Regions from separate parts of the Mus musculus genome. Here region 2 is linked to region 1. Evidence: chromatin contacts called from public promoter capture Hi-C data. All regions are on one chromosome and are shown on one strand. Each heading gives the region's core, a stretch centred on a gene start, on an enhancer-like site or on the middle of the called end of the contact. The rest is flanking DNA. Distances are from core to core; before and after follow the strand shown. Region 1 holds the start of Tfr2 (transferrin receptor 2). Region 2 holds the start of Lrch4 (leucine-rich repeats and calponin homology (CH) domain containing 4).

Region 1 (6,792 bases), core at 2,215-4,714:
AGAGTTTTCAATGTATTGTCTCTTCAAAAATTCCTTACTACATTGTAGAGGATGGGAATTTGGGAAAATTCAGCAGTAGGGAGCTCATAGGTTTGGGGTGGGGGTGGGGGCCAGACAAGGTCTCATATGTCCTGGAAGACATGATGCAGCTGAGGAGGGCCTTGAACTCCTGATCCTCACGCTCTCACTTCCCAGGTGCTGGGATCATGGGCATGAGCCAGCACACTTAGTTCATGCCACACAGGGGATCACGTGAGGTGAGTTCTCTGTCCCCCAAGCTATAGCCCCAGCCTCAGATTGGAGGTCTTTTTAGCGAAATAAAGCCATCTATTTTGATCAAACTCCCATTGGTGTATCAAAACTCCAATCCTAAGTGCAGAAGAGGAAGAAGAAGAGGAGGAGAAAGAAAAGGAGGAAGAAGAGGAGGAAGAGGAGGAAAACCCAGGTATAAATCTATAATCCTAGCACTTGGGAAGCTGAAGCCAGAGGACCTCAAGCTTGAGGCCAGCCTGGGCTATATCACAAGACCTCATCCCCAAAAAGGTAAAACCTATACAAATGAAATCAAACAGAACAGTAAGGGGCTAGAGATGTAGCTCATCAGTCGAGTACCAGCACTCAAGGCTCTAGGTTCAAAGCCCACATCTGGGAGAAGGGCAGTGGGATGGCTCAGCAGGCAAATGGTGTTTAGTGTTAAGAATGAGGGCTTGAGTTCAATTCCTGGGACCCACATGGTAGATGGAGAAAACCAGCCACATTGCAAGCTGTCCTCTGACCATCACACATGCTCAGTGGCATCCAAACACCACACTCCAATAAAAACTAAATAACTAAAAAAAGAAACTCAAGCCGGGCGTGGTGGCACACACCTTTAATCCCAGCACTCGGAAGGCAGAGGCAGGTGGATTTCTGAGTTCGAGGCCAGCCTGGTCTACAAAGTGAGTTCCAGGACAGCCAGGGCTATACAGAGAAACCCTGTCTCAAAAAAAAAAAAAAAAAAAAAAAACTCAAAGAGAAAAAAAAATCATGTGGTCGACTCAGTACATGCTGAAAAAATATTAATTTTTTTTTCTCATACCCATTCTTCATTACCTGTTCGTTACATAACATAAAATTAAAATGTCATTTAACTTTACAAATTATTTCTGCTTTTGAGATGGGGATTCATACATCCTAGGCCAGCCTCCAATTTAATACATAGTCCAGGATGACCTCAAATTCCTAATCCTCCTGCGTGCTGGGATGACAGACACGTGCCACCAGGCCCTGGTCCCTTGTCTTCATCCACCCAGCTACCTATCTCCTAAATAAACCATCTGTGATGTCTTTGGCCTTTGGATACTGAGCTCCTGGTGTCTGCCATCCTTCCAAGGACCGCTGAGCAGGGAGGCCAGAGAGGCTCGTGGGAAGACCCAAGAAAGGACTTTGGGCAACACGTGAAGTGATGGGGCTCCTCCAGTCTGAGCTGATGACTGGACACTGGACCACGCAGCAGCCAGGCTGTGATCTTACCTGATGGTGTCTTCCATGCGCCCCTCCCCAAGGAACCGGAGAAACATGGCCTGGAGGTCGCTCCAGTACAACGTGGTCCGGCCGGAGTCCTCAGGGTTGACATCTTCATCGACCACCAACACGGAGTCCCCACACGCCTGGCAGGACCCTCGAAAGGCCACGTAGCCTAGGAGGAAGGCTGGCAGGTGGGAAGATGGGGTTCTCTTGTGCTCTCTTCTACTAGACCCCAGAAATGCCCCCAGCCCAGGAGGAGGGAGGGAAGACTCACCCCCAGTGAAGATTAGCAGGGTGATCAGGACCAGATAGGGGGCAGCCTTTCGACCTGCTGCAGCCCAGGGTATGGGAATTGACCTCCCGGGACAGGAGCCTAAGTGCTCAGGGCCTTTGAGTTCCATGGGGCAGAACTGGGCAGGAAGCTCCGCCCCTTCCTCCCTGTCTTCCTCCTCCAGGTGCTCCAGCTGAGGGCCTTCCACGCGTCTGTAGATGGTCTGAGAGGGTCTTGGGGACCACTGTTGCTGAGTGGAGGGGTGAGGTAGGCATGAGATTACGGGAGGGGGCCTAAGAGTTGGCTGAGGGTTAGGCAAGAATGGTGTCACTGACTCCGGCCAGGAGGAAGGGAGCTCTGGAGGCTGGAGAGGAGGGACCCAAGGAGGACCAGTGGGGCCAACCTTATGCATTAGGGAGTTGCCTAAGGGACACGAAGGAAGACCTAATGTGTGTAACCACAACTCCGCACCCCCGTGGTCTTACCACTCTCCGAAGTAGACCCCAACGTTGCTCCATGCTTGTGCCCCCTCCTGAACTCTGCAAGTAGTCCACACACACACACACAAAACCCCGATAAACCGTTTGTGGGAGCCCTAGAGGGCCCCTTATCAGCCCTGACAGGCAGCCTGAACCTAGGCCGTTTCTCATTCCCCATAAGGGTGGGGGCACAGTCTGGCCTCAGTCCAGCCTTCTAGACATTCCCCCTGGTTCATGCTAGACCGCAAGGGGCAGTGCCTTCTCTCACCAATCTTTCCACAAACCCCACTGTTGCGGGCAGACTGCAAAACAATCAATTTTTTTTTTTTTAAACCTCAGAGCAGACTTTGGCCAACTTGGTTCCCGTCACAGGTTGGGGGATGGGGGGGCTTAACGTGAGGGGGGAGGGGAGATATAGGTAAATCCCTCCTTTTCCCTGATTTCACTCTCTCAGGGTGTCCTTGGGGAAAGTCCCCAGCCCCCTTGGAAGTTTCACCATGAAAACGTCTGCCCCTTCCCACCTCTTGGGTCTGGTTGCTAGGTTTTCCCAGCACACAGCCTTCCAAATAACCCGTTAGCCGGTCTTCCTGCCCCAACCCCTGTCTCAGATTCCAAACAGCGGTATCTCAGTGGGGTGACTTGGTGGTTTAATCTGACCACAAAGCTGTCTGTCTGTCTGTCTGTCTGGAATCTGCTTGGTTGCTGGGGAGGAAGTGTTAGGAATGAGGTAAAGAGGTCAAAAGAAACCGACGAGTGGGTCTTGGAGTCAGGAAACTATGGGTTTCCACCTCACCGTTAGGGGGGCAGAAAAGGTCTTGGCCAAGCCACAGTCCTCCCCAGCACCCCTTGGATCACTAAAGGACTTAAGTGTTTCTCCTTCGGGGTCTACGACTCTAAAATTTTGATGAAGGGCCATAACCGCAGTTTACCCTCCAGTTTGAAATCCAAGCCGCGACGAAGACACCAGGACCTGCAGCTGTGAATGGGAAAGTTCAGGGTCCACCTCACCCTTACTTCTGGTCCAGGTTTCCCCTGGGAAACTGCGGGTCCTACCCAGGTCCAGAAAGATCTGAGAGGTAGGGGCTCACCAGTACCCCAGTCCCTGCCTCGTGCCTGTCAAAGCCGAGTCCTGAGTGGGAAGACACAGCAGCCAAGTTCAGCTCAGCAACAGGTCTCTGGGTTTCTTGGACCATGCTCCCAGGAGACTCAAAGCCTACTGAGGCCACACCCACTAGAGCACGCCCCCAGGCCCCGCCCCAGAGGACTCCGCCCCCGCACGTCCTTTTCTGGAGCAGCCCTGAACCAACAACCAGCTCAGTACAGACTCTTCCTGGTCCTTCCAGAGTCCTGACCCCACTAAAACCTAAGAAATTCGTGCCCCAGAGTAGCACGAATGTAGGTGTGTCTCTCTCTGGCATCTCACCAGATCCCCACGCCCCCATTCTCCCCCAAAGAAGTCAAACACTTGATTTTCATAAAAGTTCTTTTTTTTTTTTCTTCTTTCAACTCAGGAACATCACAGTCTAAGAAGATGTGGGTAAGAGAGAAGAGGGTAATGGGAAAGGGAGAGTTCAGCGCTTTTGGATTTCTGGCTGGTAGAACGCCCCTCTGGCGTTTCTCCGTGGATGGGGTGGACGGGTATTTGGGGGAGGGGGGCAACTTCAGGGGCACTTCCGCTCCACGCACTGCTTCCCTCCCTCCTCGTATTCCTGTTTGGAGATCCACATCTGCTGGAATGTGCCCTGAGAAAAGGGCAACATCAGCTGTCAGGCGTCACCCCACACCTCTCTACACCACCACACCTCGGCTTTCTACTTGCCTTCATGCATTTCTCACCTGTATCCTCCCCCCGCCCCCCCCCTTCCGGGAGATTTTAGGCTGCTCTACCACTGAGCCACGCCCCCAGCTCCTCCCTGGGGGATTCTAGGCAGAGGCTCTACCACTGAGCCACGCCCCCAGCTCCTCCCTGGGGGATTCTAGGCAGGGGGGGTCTACCACTGAGCCACGCCCCCAGCCCCTTACTTGAGATTAAACATGTTTTGTGCATGTGTGTTGTATTTGTGCCTGTGTTTGTGTGTGATGGTTGAGCTAACATGTACACACGGAGTACAAAGGGCAGGGTTTACCAAACCATACAGGTTTGTCACTCTGTAGAGAGGCTAGCCAGCCTTGAGCTTCTGGGGCTTCGCCTGTCTCCTCCCATTTTGTAAGAAGAGGCCTGGGATTACAGACAAATGTTCTCCTTACAAGTTGGGTTCTGCGGATCTGAACTTGGGTCCTCATGCCTTGTGCAGCAAGTGCTTTGCCTACTGAGCCATCTTTTCAGCCCTTGTATTTATTTGCCTTTTATTTTGGCAAAGGGTCTCAACCAATGGCCCAGGCTGACCTTGACCTTGTGATCTTACGGCCTCCACATCCAGAGTAGCTGGACATACACCTCCCACCCCAGCCAGCGCCACCATCACCGTTCTGACACCACCGGGCACCTCACTGCTACTCTCCCCTGCTGCTTTTTTCCGGGACCTTCCAACCGTCTTTTTTCATGGATAGCTGCTCAGCCCCCATGTGAAGGTTGGTGTCTCTGGCTCACAGAGCAGCCTTCCTGGGTGACCTCATTTGTCCCTGCCACTCTCCAATCTCTTGTTCCCGACTCAGATACCCAGCTGTGTCTTGGTTACTTCCTCCTGAATACCCTTGACCTTAAACTCCCTATGATCCCATAACTGACATCATCAGCTCCCAGCAGGCTTTGCCCAAACCTCATCTCTTTTGGTTTTCTCTCCTCCCCTCCCCTCCCCTCCCTTTCCCCTTCTCTCCCTCCCATTCCCCTCCTCTCCCTTCCTCTTCCCTTCTTTTTTCTTTCCCCCTTCCCCTTCTGTTCCCTTCCCACAGCTCCCCCTCTTTCTTTTAACAGGCTCACATGAAACACAGGTTGGCCATGAATTCTGGGTAGCTGAAAACATGAATCCCATCCCCCGAACCCACATCAAAAATCTGGGTGTGATAGTATGCACTTGGATCCCCAGCTCCAGAGAGATAAACACATCCCTGGGGCTCGCAGGCTCTGCCTTAGCCTCCTCTGCACAGTCCCCTTGATCGCGGGAAGACTCATGTCGCACCCCTTACCATTGGACCACCGTTCTATCCCAAATTCCAGGGTGTCCCCTTTACTCCTCGATGACTATGGCTGCCTTACCATAACCATACCCTCACCAGCCTTTCTCCTGAAGAAGTCCTCAGTCTTTAGAGAGCATTCACTGGCTGCACTTGCTCCAAAAACATTTTGTTTTAAAGAGCTTGGGGTTAGGTAAGTAAAGTGCTTGCTTAACAAGGCTAGGACCTTAGTTCAGTCTCCAGAATCCTTGTAAAAGAGCCATCCTTAATCCCCGTGGGAAGGATGCTGAGACAGGAGGATTAAACTTTACCGGATAGTCAGCCTAGGTGACCCTGTGACTTCCAGAACAGTGAGAGACCCTGTCTCAAAAAACAAGGTAGAAGGTGCCTGAGGAATGACAGCTCCGTTTGTTCTCTGGCCACAGGATCTCACTGTGTAGGCCAGGCTAGCCTTGAACTTGAGATCCTCACACCGCCTCAGCCTCTCTAGTACTGGGATTGCAGGCATGCCTAGGTAGTTGTTGAATAAAAACCGGCCACTGTCGGGGTCTGTTCTTCTAATACCCAATGCCATGCATCTTCTCTCTCACCAGTGAGGCCAAGATGGAGCCTCCAATCCAGGGGCTGAACTTGCGTTCCATGGTGCTGTTGCTGGCGATGAGCTTAAGACGCATGCTCTGGGGAAGGAAAAGGGGGCTGGGGAGTGGACATCTAGATTCTGGGGAGGGAGAAGGCTTGGTAGACGGGAGGAAGGCACAGAGGCACGAGCATTTCTGTTTAGGGGAATCAGGAGGCATTTGGGGTTCAGAGAGCTAAGCTAGGATTGGAATCTGGGTGCCCTGAGTGTGTGTGTTGGAGCTCTTACCGGTGGGGTCTTCTGAGAAAGCTCCCGATTAAGTCTGTCTGTGAACCCCTGAAGCAGAGTGTTGCCGCCAGTGACAATGACACTGCCATAGAGACCCTGAGAGCAGGGAGAAGCGTCAACCTGCAGACAGAACTTTTTTTTCTCCATCTTAGCCCTAGGTCCCTCTGCCAAGCCTTAGGATCTGGCCTTACCGGGCGAATGTCAATGTCACACATGCCGATGCTGGTGGTGACCACGTGACCCACTCCTAGCATGGTATTCCCGGACAGGCCCTGTGGACAGAGGTGATATGGACTTGGGGCCTCTCCCTCCCTCTCCCCTAGACTCCTATCATCTTTTCCAGACTCCTTCACTACACCTCTGGATCCAAGACTTTAGGCAACCCTAACCCCAACCCCAACTAGTCCTCAGCATCCAGCCAAACCTTGACATTAGAGGGATCAAACAGGCCCTCAGGGATTCGAAGTCGCTCAGCGCCGTAGTCTGTGTTGTAGCCATTGGGCATTTCATAATGCACAGTGGGCATTTGTGCAGCTACCCTGCCCAAGAAAGGAGCA
Region 2 (6,792 bases), core at 1,846-4,345, 59 kb before region 1:
CCCTGGCTTTTGGGCTTAAGTGAGACCCTGATACGTGGCCAGTTTTTCATGAGCCTCCAGGACCAAAAGACTAGAAACACTCAGCTTCAGGCAGTCAGGGAGGGGAAGGCAGAAGGCTAAGCTGGAGCTGGGAACCAAGTTCTCAGAGTACTTAAGGTGCTTTCATTGGGGTTCCCTGGTCCCCAGGCTGGCTGCCCTTTTCCAACCTCAGCACCGTTCCTCTGCCTGAGGCCCAGGGTCTTTACGTTTACTATGAGCAGAGCAAGGAGCTGAGGGAAGAAGCTGACACCCTCTTATCTCAAAGACTGGCACACTATGGCCGTGGCAGAGGCACTAAGCCCACAGTTCCCTCCAGTGTGGAGACACAGACCACAGACCCCTAGAAGCCACATTTCTGTTTGTTCTGGTCAGCATGCCCTAGGAGGTGTCTGGGTATTTTAGGGGAAACCCAGGCCCGAGTGGTTGTGAGCTTCTTTAAAGGTCCTCCTTCAGTAGGGGGCAAAAGCTAAGAGGAAGACAAGCTGGGGAACATTCCCCAAAGGAAATGTGTCTTGTGACAGGAAACGGAGTAGAAACAATCCATTAGGCTGTGGCTTGTACATCTGTCTCTCAGGGATAGTAGCCTGATGCCCTGCAAACTGCTTTCTCGTCTTTGCTCCTGCCCCACTGAACACAGACTGAGCTGATATGGGAAGAACAGTTCCGGAGACGGTGGGAGGCCCGCATCTGGTCCTCCACCCATGCCCAACACCTGCCTCTTCCCTTTGTGCTCACAAATGCATAAGTGTTATGCATGCATGCATAGGAGTGCAGACCAAACTGGGATTGGGTAAAGAGTAGAGGAGCAGAAGTCAGGGGCGGAAGCAGCCCAGGCTGGAGGAGGCAGGGCTCAGGGGCACAGGATGTGGTCTGTGGGAGAGTGATCGACACTTCTCCTTTGCTAGAACTTGCCCTGCCCCAACCCAGGTCTCTACTAGCAGGTCACGGGAACACAATCCTTGGTTCCCTCCACGGAGGGAACATTCAGGAAAGACAGCGAGCAGGAGACACACTAACCCAGCAGCACAATGCTGAAGCACTTAGTCTAGGTTGGAGGGTAAGGGGAGGCAGAGGACAGGGCACCAGGCAATTCTGGGTTTCTGTCATACACACACGCCCTCCCAGGCTAGGAGCTCCCAGCTTGGAGCGAGAAGACAGAGGACGATGGCTGGACATAATGGAACCCACCTGCCTAGAACCTGGGCTCCAACAAGACTGGAGAAGGCAGAGAGGGGATTTCCCACTTCAGCACACAGTGAGCCTGCACCCGGGGGAGCCCTAGCTGCACCCTGGGCCGGAATGTTGAAGGAGGAGATTGGGTTGGGGCAGGAGCTAGGAGGGGCTGGGAGGGCTTGGTAGTTTTCCCAAGAGTCCACTCACTGAGACAGAGCCCTGAGGAAGTAAAGAAAAACATTTGGTCTTGGTCACAAAACAAGCAAGAGGGGGAGGGGAAAGGGAACAGACGGCCAGTGTCACACAGCTGCTGAGGTCAATCTGGAGCTGGGGGGCTGGGGGGACCTAGGAGGGGTAAGCATGGCTCCTGGGGCTCACCCATTCCCAGGACTCATTCAACTGTGTAGGGAAAAAGCATTTAAAAACAGAGAGATTTAAACTTTTTCTCTCCAGAGCTGTAAGAGGAGATTGTGCCCCAGCCAGCCTGGTACAATTGCAGGTGGGCAGGAACCTACTGGAGCAATGTGTTCTTTGATCCAGCTTGATCCAGCCCTGGACCAGATGAGAGGAGCAGAAGGGGCCCTAACACTCCAGCCCAGACTGGGGTGGGGCTCCCGGAATGTAGCCCTCTGTTGTGATTCCCCGCCCTCAGCTGCCAGCCCAAGTTCATAGGCTGCCTCCTAAGCAGCCTGACTCACCTGTCATAGTACAGTCCCCAGTGCCTGGCCATAGCAGACCCAAGGGTAGAGTGTCCATGATTAGTGGGATCCCAAACACACACACACCAGGGTGGGGTGGACATGATTAGAGGGGTCCTGAGGGCAGGGACTGGAGAGTCTCCAGGAGGTCAGCACTCCTAGCTAAGAGATACAATGTCCTTCCTTTCAGCAAGCTGCCTCAAGTTTCTCCCCTAAGGGGAAAGCAGAATTGTAGGGTTCCTATGAGATCACAAACTCCACAGTGACCTCATAAAACCAGGAAGAAGAGAAAGGGGATAGGGGGATAATGGGTGGAAAGTTAAGGGCGAGAGATTCACTTCTTTCACATAGATAGGCTGGGGTGGACGGCGGAGAGGGGCTGGGACTTGGGGAGACTACGGAAAAGCAAGCAGAAACGTCGGGTTGTTAGGAGCGACCCTTTAGGAAAGAGATAACGGGGCTTGTTGGGATTGTGGTGGACGGGTGAGAAAGACGTTGGAAACGACTAAAAGGGTGAAAATGTAGCGATTAATGATAGATTCTACATGGAAGTTTGCTTTAAGGGTTGATCAGATCTAGGGTTGAAGAAGCCAACCAGGTGAGGGGCGGGACCATGCTACAGGTGCGCAATATGCAAATAAAGGGGAAGAGTCTCCTAGAGCTCGGCCAAAAGTGTTCTGTGCACTCTTGAAGCGAACTCATTGTCCAGTGGTTCTTACACAGGGGAGGGGAGGTCGCGGGCTCAATGCCAATCCCAAGGGGCGAGCGTTCAAGACTGCCAGGTGAAGGGGTGGGCCCAATCGAACGCGAGGCGGGGCTATGCAAATGAGGGTCGCAGTCCAGTATGGGTCCCCTGCTCTCTGGGCACCAGCGCAACTCACCAGCCTGGGTGATGTCTGACAAGTCGTAACTGCGGGCCGCGCCCCGGGGGAAGTGCTTCAAACGCCGGTTGGACAAGTTCAGGGTCCCGGTGGCCACAGCCTCCTCTAGGGCTCGTTCTGCGCTACGGCTCCCAGGTAGACCAGGAGACCCTGGCAAGGACACTGAAGCTGCAGCTTCCTCACCCCCGGCGGCGAGTGGGCCCGCTACTGCTGCCGCCATCCGCTCTCGGCGGCTCCCCCTGCCTGACTGACGGCACCGGCCGGCCCTTCTCGCCCTTCCCCCTCCTCGGAGCCGCCGTAGTCCCCACTGAAGGGAGGAAGCGAGGGTCAGGAACTCCGCGGACCAATCATGAACCAGAGACGCGTTAGAAGTGCCCAATCAGAAAACGGCAGGGGGTGGAGCCTCTCAATTCTAGATTACACTGAGGGAAGGGAGGGGTGAAGAGGAGCACCCCGCCAACGGCCGCGGTTCCTGGTCGGCCCGCCCCGCGCAGCGACATCCAATCACAACTCTCGAGGCTGGAGATGGAGCCAATGAGACCCGCCCAGGAGGCGGGGACTACAGGTCTCAACTTTAGGGTATTAGAGACCCAGAGACCACAAACCTGCTTTTTCAACCAAGACCAATTGCAATCTAGATTCAGGCGAGTGACTGTGAAGAAGACCAATTAGAACCTACAAAAGGAACCTGTCCCGGCCTCTTCTCTGAGGGACGGTTCTGCCTACCAATAGCATGGGCTAGGAGGTGCTCCATTCGCTAGACAGAAGGAGGTGGGTGAGCTAGAATTTTTGAGACGCAGGTAAAGATCGTAAAAGGCGCGCGCTGGGCGGCCTGACAGTGCAGGGTTAGGGTTGGGTACTAGCTGTGCTTACTGGGGAGCAAACCAGCATCCGAGAAGTGAGGAAGGGCGAGGGATGCCCCACTCAGCACTCAGGCTGTTGTCTCAACAGAAGGGACCATTTCCTCCTGCGCAGTCTTGAGTCCCTAATGGGAATGCTGGGGATGACCGGTGAGGGGGTTTCCAGTTCAGAGAGGGAAAGTCGTCAGACCTGCCAAAGTCCCCCTGGAGAAGACTTGTGATGGCCAGACCAAACTTTAGAGACTACGAAGGATCTCATGGCCTCTAGAACAAGATCTTTGGGGGTTTTTTGTTTGTTGCTTTTCCGAGACAGGATTTATTTCTCCGTGTAGCCCTGGCTGTTCTGAAACTTGCTCTGTAGACCAGGCTGGCCTTGAACTCAAGAGCTCCTCCTGCCTGTGTCTCCCGAATGCTGGGACTAAAGGCGTGCATCATCACCGCCCGGCTAAGACCTCGGGTTTTTTATAAATGAGGAAAGGGAAGCTGGACAAATCTCAGACCTCCAGTAGAACTCCCCCACACATACTTTCATAACAGACTTTGTCTATTGGAAACCTCTTATTTGAAGCTGGGTGTGGTGGCATGAGCCTGTCGTGACAGTTCTTAAAAAGAGGAGGCAGAAGGATCGGGACTTCGAGGTCAATTCCAGGCAAGCCTGGACTACATAACTCCAAACTAACCTTTTTTAAAAACAAAAACAAACAAACAAACAAACAAACAAACAAAAAAACCCCAGAAAACTTCTTGAGATACAGGAAGGAGTCCCAGATGTGAGAGATAATAGTAAAAGAATATTTTTTTTTCCTTTGAGATTTGCTTTTAGAAGAATGTTAGCGTTTAATGAACCTCCCTGTGTGGCTTCTAGTCATTAGAAAACAGGCATCCCAACACCCTTAATCGCCTCGGCTCTTCCAAGGTTAATCCTGTGGTGAGGCATGCCACTAAGCATCCCCCTTCCCTCTTGGGTGCCTCCACAGCTTACCAATGTGGCTGTAGCTGTGGCTAACATGGCCCCATAATTTCAGTCTTTTTTTCTCAATGTGGGTGGCATGGTGACCTAAAGGAAAAGAGGGAGACTGGCTTTCAGAGACAAGGTCTCCTATAGTTCTAGCTGGCCTCTAACTGGTGATGTAGCTAGGAGTGACCATGAACAACTCCTGACTGTTACCACCTCTCAAGTGCTGGGATTATAGGTGTGCACCCTCATGCAGGGCTCGATTAGAGAGCTTAAAATCTTGTGTAGTGACAGAAGACCACGTCTGCTTTCCGTGTTGCCTGACCACCAGTAACTGAAGTTGCTCTCTCATCTCTGGTCATTCCTGCTATACTGATATGCCTAGACACTAAAGTATTAGAGACTGGGGGCTGGAGAGTGAGTTTAGCTGGCCAATAATGTATATTGGTCTACTTCTGTTCTAAGCACCCAAGAGAGTGGCTCACAACAGCTTGGATCTCCTGCTCCTGGCCTCCCAGGGTTCTCTTCTAGCCACCACAGGCATTGGTCTCACAGGCACGTCCCTCCACCCGTACACACAGGCATACACAATTAAAAAGGAGTCTGGGGAGAGAGATCTGAGAAGCTGTGAGCACTTGCTGCTCTTGCAGAGGACCCAGATGGTATTCACAGCAGCCACATGGCAGTTCACAGCCGTCTGAAACTCCCAGTTCCATGGCATCCAGGCATTTATATGGTACTCATACATGCACGAAACACACACACACAAAGTAAATCTTTTTTTTTTTTTTTTTTGGTTTTTGAGACAGGGTTTCTTTGTATAGCCCTGGCTGTCCTGGAACTCACTTTGTAGACCAGGCTGGCCTCGAACTCAGAAATCTGCCTGCCTCTGCCTCCCGAGTGCTGGGATTAAAGGCGTGTGCCACCACGCCCGGCTAAGTAAATATTTAAAAAAAAAAAAAAGTTGGATGTAGCAATGCACTCCTTTAGTCCCAGTAATCAGGGGGCAGAAGCAGGTGGATCTGTGAGTTCAGGGCCAGCCAAACTCACGGCCTAACCCTGCCTAACCCTAACCCTAACCCTAACCCTAACCCTAACCCTAACCCTATATACTGAGTTTTAGGATAGCCAGAGATACATAGTGAGATTCTGCCTCAAAAAGTAACACTTCAAGATTGGACTGAATAAATGCTCAGAGGGTAAAGGAATGTTCTATTCCCAGGACCCACAGGTTAGGAAGAGAGAAACTGCTCTCAAGCTGACCTCCACCTGTGTGCTACATAGCACTTGCACACGCGCGCGCCTGCACACACACACACACACACACACACACACACACACACACACACACTATGGATGTAACAGAATTCTTCTTCATCATTAAAATCCCTTCTTAGGTTCTTAGGTTCCCAAAGTAGCTGTTTGCTAGTTACCATAAGAAAGCAGGGTTGGGCTCCAAAGCCACGCACATGTTAAGCATATGCCCTGCGCAGGAGCTGCATCTCCTGGTTAACACAGATGATGGAGCTGGTGTGGGTGAGAAACAGCTGGCCAGAGTCAATGAATGGATCTGCTGCGCGTTTTTGCACTGGTTGTCTAACAGGATTAAGTCCTTTTAAGCTCCTGGGAGAGCCATAGTTCCATCATTTATTGGTGTAGACCTCCCCCTACCTATCAGATGCTACCTTGTCTGGACAGTATGTCACTCCACAGAAAACGCCAAGTGGAGGATGCCCTGACCTCCAGAGCTCATTCTCCCTCCTCCCCCTCCCCTCGCCTCATTAGCTTGTCCTCTCCTCATGCAACCAGGCTGCTGGCCGTCGAGAAAGCAGCGCGTGACTCTGGACTTGTTCTCAATGAGACTAAAGAACTGATACTCAATTGTTCTTGCGTGCATCTTGCTTCTGTGAGCAGAAAGTTAGAGGTGGGGTCCCCTTTTCTCCATTGTTTTTGTCGGCCAACATTTTATTTTATTTTATTGAGATAATGTCTCATGTAATGCAGTAATGCAGAGTGGCCTCAGATGCATTATGCAGCCAACAATGACCTTGGACTCCTTTCTTCATTCTCCTGTTTCCACTTCCCGAGTGCTGGGATTGCAAGTGTGCACGGCCATATTGGGCTTTATCTGGTGTGAGGAATCAAACCCAGGGACTCATGCAAGACAGGCAAGCACTCTACCTACT

What was found. Capture Hi-C pulls out chosen DNA fragments and counts their contacts.
Region 2: a promoter capture Hi-C map of adipose tissue shows a contact between it and region 1. The contact joins the promoter of Lrch4 here to the promoter of Tfr2 in region 1. A contact is called at or near these places in 6 of 39 promoter capture datasets (the C10 cell line, cranial neural crest, erythroid cells and 3 more), 6 of 484 Hi-C or Micro-C datasets (CD4 T cells, the G1E-ER4 cell line, the N1E-115 cell line and 2 more), 6 of 115 datasets of contacts at active chromatin or transcription factors (the HPC-7 cell line, the SCID.adh cell line, bone marrow-derived macrophages and 2 more) and 3 of 9 other capture datasets (adipose tissue, liver and pancreatic islet).

What each region holds. Positions count from the first base shown.
Region 1 is chr5:137,566,512-137,573,303 of GRCm38.p6, reverse strand. Tfr2 (transferrin receptor 2) reads right to left here and starts at 3,464. Exons shown (of 20, transcript NM_015799.4): 1 at 3,370-3,464; 2 at 3,186-3,232; 3 at 2,263-2,316; 4 at 1,781-2,027; 5 at 1,513-1,690. The coding sequence starts at 2,295. It overlaps Actl6b (actin-like 6B), which reads right to left. Exons shown (of 14, transcript NM_031404.5): 10 at 6,660-6,774; 11 at 6,427-6,507; 12 at 6,236-6,331; 13 at 5,961-6,047; 14 at 3,724-3,998. The coding sequence ends at 3,918.
Region 2 is chr5:137,625,426-137,632,217 of GRCm38.p6, reverse strand. Lrch4 (leucine-rich repeats and calponin homology (CH) domain containing 4) reads right to left here and starts at 3,095. Exons shown (of 18, transcript NM_146164.2): 1 at 2,792-3,095. The coding sequence starts at 3,011. Gm20605 (predicted gene 20605) reads right to left here and starts at 3,095. Exons shown (of 22, transcript NR_033148.1): 1 at 2,792-3,095.